Linked DNA regions of Arabidopsis thaliana: region 1 is linked to region 2. The links are chromatin contacts, called in public capture Hi-C maps. All regions are on one chromosome and are shown on one strand. The core of a region is the stretch at or near the end of the contact, and the rest is flanking DNA. Distances in the headings are between cores, read along the strand shown. Region 1 holds the start of PUP11 (purine permease 11). Region 2 holds the start of AT1G44160 (HSP40/DnaJ peptide-binding protein).

Region 1 (3,933 bases), core at 1,339-3,838, 98 kb after region 2:
CTATCGACCCAAACCCGTCATATCATCTAATCCCGTTTAGTGAAACTAAACATATTTAATGGATTTCACCCGTGGTATAGCGTCTTGTATTTTATCGACCCAAACCCGTCTTACCATCTAACCCCCTTCAATGAAATTAAACACTATTTTGTTATTTTTGTTTTAATAATACTTTAATTGAAAAGATATATAATTTAAATCAATTTATTTTTTTACTTCAAATGGTTATTTAATTGTATAAAAGTTCAGATATTATAAATATTATAAACCCGTCCTACCATCTAATCTCGTTCAGTGAAATTAAACATTATTTTTTTGTTTTTTGTTTAAATAATAGTTTTATTAAAAAAATTGTAATTCAAACCAATTTAAAAGTTTTTTTCAAATGATTATTTAATTTTTATAGATTTCACATATTATAAATATTCTAATCGTTTATTCCGTTAAATATTCGAAATGTTTAATTAACTACAATATTTTATCTTTTAATCAAGTATATATTAATAATGTCCTAAGGAGGGGTATTGGATAATTGAATTCAAAAGAATTAAAATGAATAGAAAAATAAAAGATTTTAATGTATTTGAAAAATTCTATCCAAATCACACCATAATAGGTGGGATTTGTTTCTTCACGTTTTTGTCTTTCATTTCTTTTAAATTCTAATCAAATCACATTGCCATTAAAACAATCTTAATGTTGAATAACAGTAAAATTTAAAAGAATTCTAAAATCAACAAATTAAATAACAGTAGAATTTAATAGCATTCTAAAACCAATCAATTGAATAACACTAGATTTAAATAGAATTCTAAATTCTTTCATATTCAATTAAAATCATACCTTCAATAACCCCCCTAAGATTTCTCCTTTTTTAAGTAATTAGAATTGATGAAGATATATTAGATAAGGGAATGTTACTAATTAAGAATATTAATTAATTGAAAATAATTAATGTCAATAACATTTTTTATAAATAAATTCCAACTTGAGGATTTATTTCATAAAATGGCTGCAAAAATGTATATGTAAATATCTAGCGGTTAGACGGACCGGCCCGCGGGTATGTTGAAGTGTAGTCGGCGAATCATTATACACTTCTCTCTATGTATCACCACTGAAGAACCTTCCTTCATTCTTGAAACTAATAATACGGCTCACCTATTGGCTCCTCTTTTTTATAGAGGAACAAAGTCAGTGCTTGGGTTTAACAAACCCTAAAGTCTTGTCACGTGTGGTTAAATGAACCTGTGACATTCTGCATCATTTTGAGGTATTGCTACACTTTTAAAAGCTTAACCAAACTCAAATCTGCAACTTCTTAAACCTGCTACAAACAGATGCCTTTTCCTTTCCTTTCAAGATTAAATCATCAACCAACAGTCTCCACCTTGATTCTAGCTTGAATGACCTGATGTGAGTTATTTTTAATTCTTGTTTGAACACATTTAATCTCAGCTCTATGTATTGTTGAATGTTCCACGATGGTTACAAGTGGGACTAACCTCTTGAACTTGTGTATGACGGAAGAATAACTTTAGACACCCACCATGGTTTGAAGCAACTTGTGTACGCACACACATATTACATGTTGATGTTTGCCTTTGTTTCAAGCATTTTTTTAGTAAATCTGAAGAATAGTTCGGGTTTGATCAACTCTTGAATTTAAACAGAAAACAAGAATACTAAAAAATACCTGAAACTGAAACATAAAACTAAAACTGAATTATTGAAAAAAAAACTTGAAACTCGAACATAATCACAAACTCAAGTACTAAAGATAAATTTAAAGGATGGTAGTGACATGGTGTTGTGAACGTATGGTTTATACGTTTTGATTCCACATCAAAACCAAAACATATTCTTACAACCTATACTCCACAAATCAACCCAACACCATAAAAGTTGTTAGTTAAGTCTGCTTGTCTCAATGTTAGACTAGTTTTGAAACATTATATAGTCACTTAATTGTTAAAATTTACCTTTTTAATTTTTACCGGTAATAAGAAAAAATTATTACTAAATCGATGTAAAACATTTTATTATGTAGAATAACGTAATTTGATAGAATCAAATTTCGATGGAAAATATCATTTTTAAATATACTTTTTAATGACAATCATATTAAGAATTTAAAAGAAAACAAAAATATCTCAAATTCCCGATATCAAAATTATATTATCTTCTTCTTTTTTGTTTAGACCATTTTTCAGGTCCGTCTCTAACTCATGGCAGTGTATGACAAATGCAATGAGTCCATTACAAAATTCAGAAAAATTCTTAAAGGAAAAAGGCTTATTTTCTAAAAAAAATATTAAAAGGTTTTAATCGTTTTTTGGATTTTGCCAAAAACGCATAAATATATTGAGATGGAGCTGCCATTTCTTCAATAACAGTGTCAAACATATAACGACATTCATTTTCTAGAACTTTAGTTTTAAATATTCAGACACCACTTACAAAAAAAGAATATATTAATTAAATAAGAAAAAGTAAACATTGAACATCCCCATTTAGTCGGTACGATTAACTCGGCTAAATATTAAATGGGCTTAACTAGTTGGGCTTATTTTAACACTAAATTGGCCCATTAAAACTTCCCAAAATGATATTGGTTCGAGATATTCGATGACGTGGGCACCAATAAATAAACACACAGGTCTGCTTTCATACCTTCACGCTCTCTCACTGATCATTCACAATCTCTCTCTTTTTACACCGGCGATAATTTTCCGATCCCGATTATAAGATGGCGAAGGAACCAGTTCGTGTTCTTGTTACCGGAGCTGCAGGTAATTTCAGATTTTACCGATCTTGTTTCTTCTATCTCTCGTTATCGATTCGTATCGCCAGATCTTTATATAGCACCAATTTTTCATAATCAGAAAATTTAATCGATCCTTGAACCATATTTTGGATTCCTATACTGTGATCTGAAGAGACAAATGTATTCGATCAAAATTTCGCTTTAGAAAAGTAGAGTTTTGGTTTTTCTTTTACTTTTGAGTGAATCATGCTATAATGTGAGATCTAATTGTTTAATTTTTTTTTTAAATCATTGTTTCATAATAGAATCATTGTTTTATTTTTAAAAGGAATTTTGGTTAAATATATTTAATATATTAATTAATTAGATTTTAAAATGTTAACTTATGAGTGGTTACTCTGTATTAGTTGTGTAAAATTCTATAAATTTTGGTTTAATATTACATAATTATAATTACTTATCTTCCTTTTTTATAAGTTTAATATTACATAATTATAATTATTTAGTTTCTTATTTTTATAAGTTTAAATTTAATATTTGTTATTTTTCTTTTAACAAGAAAATAGAAAATAATTACTCTTTATGTTCCTTTTTGTTTGATTTTCTAGGAAAAAAATTGTTTTAAAAAGATTGATTTTTTTTAAGTTTTTAATACAATATTTATTAGGTTTTTAATAAAAAATAATTGAATATTATACTTTTAAAATTATAGAAAATTATAAAATACAGAAAATAATACACTTAAAATTAACTTTAATATATTTACTTTAAAATTTATGTTTTTTCTAAACAATAAAGGAACAAAAAGTACTATTTTCAAAAATATTAATTAAATAAATATTAATTATCGATGTGGCAGGATAATAAATCGGATTGGATAACCGGCCAAACATGTTTCACATCTCATGGGTCGAATCTCCGGTCCCCTCCGGTTTAAAAATGATGGGCTAATAACAAAAGTCAAAGACTCAAAAAAGTTGTTAGTTAAGTCTGCGTCGAATCACTTGCAAACAATCAATAGCTTCATTTCAATCTTCGGTGAACAATCAATCTCGAAGAAGACGAACATAAAATTTTCAATTTCTCTGTAATCTTCGCTTCTTGCGAAACCAATTCTCTATGTCAGGTCTGTCTCGTTCTCCTCCTTCTTCATCTTTCGATTTCTG
Region 2 (3,991 bases), core at 1,428-3,927:
AATTATAATCACAAAAAAATATTTCAAAAAACACTTTTAGTATTTTACATAAACCACAAAATAGTAATTTAAAATCACAAAACATTTTTGTTACTACTTTACTTATATTTAAATTACATAAACATTTACTAATTAATACACATATTTAAGCACATTAAAACATATTATTCTAATCACTAAATAACAACCAACCAATAAAAATCCCAAACATTATTTATAAAATTTAAAATAAAAGAAATATTTTTATAAATTTATAATATAAAATATAATCAAATACTTAATTAAAAACTATATAAAACCGAGGTCCGCGGTAAACCGCGAGTTAAACCCTAGTTCCTTATAAATCTATAAACCAATAATCCCTCCTAAAATTGCGAAAATAGGCGAGTTTGACGTTGGGAGATGAAAAAACAAAACAAAAAAGAACAGGCAATTTACTAGTTCATGTCCCATTTGAAAACTCTCTATCTTGGCCAATCAATGTTAGTAATCAGGGATGCCTGCGAGGTGGGCTCCGGGATTACTGCGAGGTGGCCAATCAATGTTAGTAATCAGGGATGCCTTTCATGGACTGCCTTCAGTGGTTACTAGGGGCTTCCAGGGAGGCTAATCTAGCAATGATAATTAAGCTCTTGTTCTAGGCGTTCATTTATTTCATTTGGAAGGAACGTAATGCTCGGGTGCACACCGCCATTTCCAAGTCGCCAGTTGTGATTATCAAGGAGATTAATCTAACTATTCGGGCACTTCTTGATCCTCTGTCTAGAGCTCAGGTTTCTCGCCATCCGGGGAATTCTTTCTTATCAACTTGGTTCCTGGTTTTCAAATCTCTCTGATGTGTCGTCCTAGTTTGGAGTTATGTGCTTCTTTTGCAGGTTTGCTCGTCGTTGCTCTCTTTGTTTCTCGGGCTAGGCGATGGTGAGTCTCTTGCTTTGCTTTTGTTGGGCTTTTAATTTGTGGTTGTTTCTGTTGTTGTTTTTCGTTTGTTGGGCCTGCGGCCTGTTGGGCTTTTGCCATGTATTGTAAAACTTTTTTTAATGGAAATTTATGAAAAAAAAAAAAATGTTAGTAATCCACTATATCACAGAGGAACTGGTTTCAAACTTCAAGATCTCGCTTCTGAAGACGATCTCAATCTCAGATCAAACTCATAAAAATAACTTAACAACTTTTGTTGACTTGTAAAGTGAAACCCGATTCAAAACAAATTGTTAACCAATAATAATTTAACTTAGCCAGACAAACTGATTCCAAATCTAAACCACCTTAACCAACTCCTGATTTACCTCAAGTTCAATCGTTATTTGTCACACTTTGGTCAACAAACCCCTTTAAATTAGACCTACTAAATAGAGCCATAATATATTTTAATCGCATGAGAAAAAAAAGACGAAAACTAAAAATCAAAGTAATGCAAAAAAAAAAAAAAAAAAAGTTCATAAAAAAAAAGGAAAAATGTTGTTTTATACGCAAACTTTTAAAAAGGATATTTCAATACGTGAATTTTTGGGTCGACCAAATAAAACATGATAAAAACGTTGACCCGCCATTTAATACAAATCAAAACGTTGACCAAGCAAAAACCGCCGAGACGTTAACATGCATTAACGGATCTGATTGTTTCTGTTAAAGCCGAAAACGGCGTCGTTTCATACTAAACGAAATAGAGAAATCCCCAAATCGATTTCGACATCCCTAAATCTTACTTTGGCGAAATCGTGATTGTTCTTGGATTTCATCTTGAATTCGAATGGTGGGAGTCTTAGATTGTATCAACAATGGAAGGCGAAGTAGACATTGCTCCAGTTCCACCACAAGGCAAGTTGACACCGGAGATAGAGTCGAGTTCCACCGGTGGGAAGTTTCAGAGTTTCATTGCGGAGTTCTAGCTTTGCCGGCTGTACCCGTAGCAGAGTCTTCTGTTGGAGTTAAAGCTCCAGTTTCAAAGCGGCTCTGAAAACGAAAACGAAAAAGAGACAATTAATTGAATTAGGGATTTCGAAATCGATTTGGGGATTTCTCAGTTTCGTTTAGTATGAAACAACGCCATTTTCGGCTTTAACAGAAACAATTTACGTCTGCTAACAGGGGTTATCGAATCCGTTAATGCATGTTAACGTCTCGGGGGGTTTTATCTGGTCAAAATTTTGATTTGTATTAAATGGCGGGTCAACGTTTTTATCATGTTTTATTTGATCGACCCCAAAATTCACGTATTGAAATACCACTTTTTAAAAGTTCGCGTATAAAGCAACATTTTCCCCAAAGATTAATCATCAACCTACGATTTTTTTTTTGGTAAATAGTTCTAATTTTTAAATATTCTTTTTTTAATAGTTATAATTTTCTTTTTTAGCTAGTAGCAAGATCTTCTTGTCGTCGAGACAATTAGTGAAGGAACGCGTAAATCCTATCATGCCAGCACCAAAATGATATATTCCATAAAAAATATTTGACAGTATTATTCAATGCATAGAAATGGAATACTTAACATAATCTTCCATATTAATTAAGCAACCCGATCTTAATTTTCCATATAAAAATTGATATCTACATTTTCAAAAAAGTCAACTCCTAAGATTTTGGACATTAGTAATATTTGTCATATGTAAATAATATATTATGACGACAGCGACAAGTTATATGATTGAGAGATGAAATATGTCACCAAAAAAAAAAACGAATCAACTTCTAATAATTAGATTATTAGTAGATGAGAGCGTTTCTTATCTTGATTCTTTGATCTGTGTTCCTATCTGTTTCCGTCAATGGCAAAAGATTTGGTCTAAAAAAGGAAGTTACGAAACAAAAAAACGTTTCAATTCTCATTCATCTCTCAAAAACGTATCTCTCTGACTCTCTCTTTCTCTTTCTCTATCTCCGCCGTGAATGGCAACACAAGGGATGGCTCAGCCTTCGGCGAAGAAAAGAAGCTTCCTCCTCCGTGATCTCTTCAAACTTTGCCGATCAATCTCAAGGGTTTTGCCTCGTGACAAAACCAAACATCATCATAAGGCTAAACACGACACAAAGGAAACCAAACGTCTTGATGAAGAACATAAACGGAATACACCAAACGCCTTCGAGTTTCGGGTTAGTTTCACAAAATAACTCACAATTAGGTTTTCGATAATATGTTTTTGTTGAATTGTGGTAATGTTTTTTGTTCTAGGAAACGAAAGGGATTGGTAAAAATAATAAGGTGGAAGGTGTGAGTCTTTGTAAGGTTCGTAGTTATAGATTTGACAACACCAATACCAATTTCGTGGGGAGCAAGAAATCTCTTTCAAGAAGTTGTAGCCAGAACACAGCCACGGCGACCTCGACGAATCCGACGTTGCGGAGTTTATCGTTTATAGGGAGGAGCAAAAGCAGTAGCAACAGGATGACGGAATCTGGTGGATTTATGCCTACACTTATGAGATCGACAACCACGGTTCCAAGAAGCTTTGCAAATCCGATTTTGTATTCGAGTTCCTCTGCTAAAGTGGCTAAACCTTCTCCAACGGAGAAGAAACTAAGATGCACTCTCGAAGAGCTATGCAACGGATGTACCAAGAAGATCAAGATCAAGAGAGATGTTATTACTAGCTTAGGGTTTGTTTTGTTTCTTTACAAAAGACCTAACTTGGCAACGAAGTTTTGCGAAAAGAGGACTAAGTAACTAAGTTTTGTTTTATGTTTTGTAGGGAAAAGTGCGAGGAGGAAGAGATGGTGGAAATAAAAGTTAAACCGGGATGGAAAGGAGGTACGAAAGTAACATTCGAAGGCAAAGGAAACGAAGCAATGAGAAGTGTACCGGCAGATTTGACATTCGTGATTGTCGAGAAAGAGCATGAAGTGTTTAAAAGAGAAGGAGATGACCTCGAAATGGCGGTGGAAGTCTCTCTACTCGAAGCTTTAACGGGATGCGAGCTCTCTGTTGCTTTACTTGATGGTGACAATATGAGGTTGAGGATAGAAGATGTTATTCACCCTGGATATGTTACAG

What was found. Capture Hi-C pulls out chosen DNA fragments and counts their contacts.
Region 1: a capture Hi-C map of root shows a contact between it and region 2, with 2.5 times the contacts expected there. A contact is called at or near these places in 1 of 26 Hi-C or Micro-C datasets (root) and 1 of 3 other capture datasets (root).

What each region holds. Positions count from the first base shown.
Region 1 is chr1:16,889,939-16,893,871 of TAIR10.1, forward strand. It overlaps PUP11 (purine permease 11), which reads left to right and starts at 2,589. Exons shown (of 3, transcript NM_001333233.1): 1 at 2,589-2,792; 2 at 3,627-3,933.
Region 2 is chr1:16,792,143-16,796,133 of TAIR10.1, forward strand. It overlaps AT1G44160 (HSP40/DnaJ peptide-binding protein), which reads left to right and starts at 2,678. Exons shown (of 3, transcript NM_103540.5): 1 at 2,678-3,093; 2 at 3,173-3,597; 3 at 3,690-3,991. The coding sequence starts at 2,890. It also overlaps the pseudogene AT1G44150.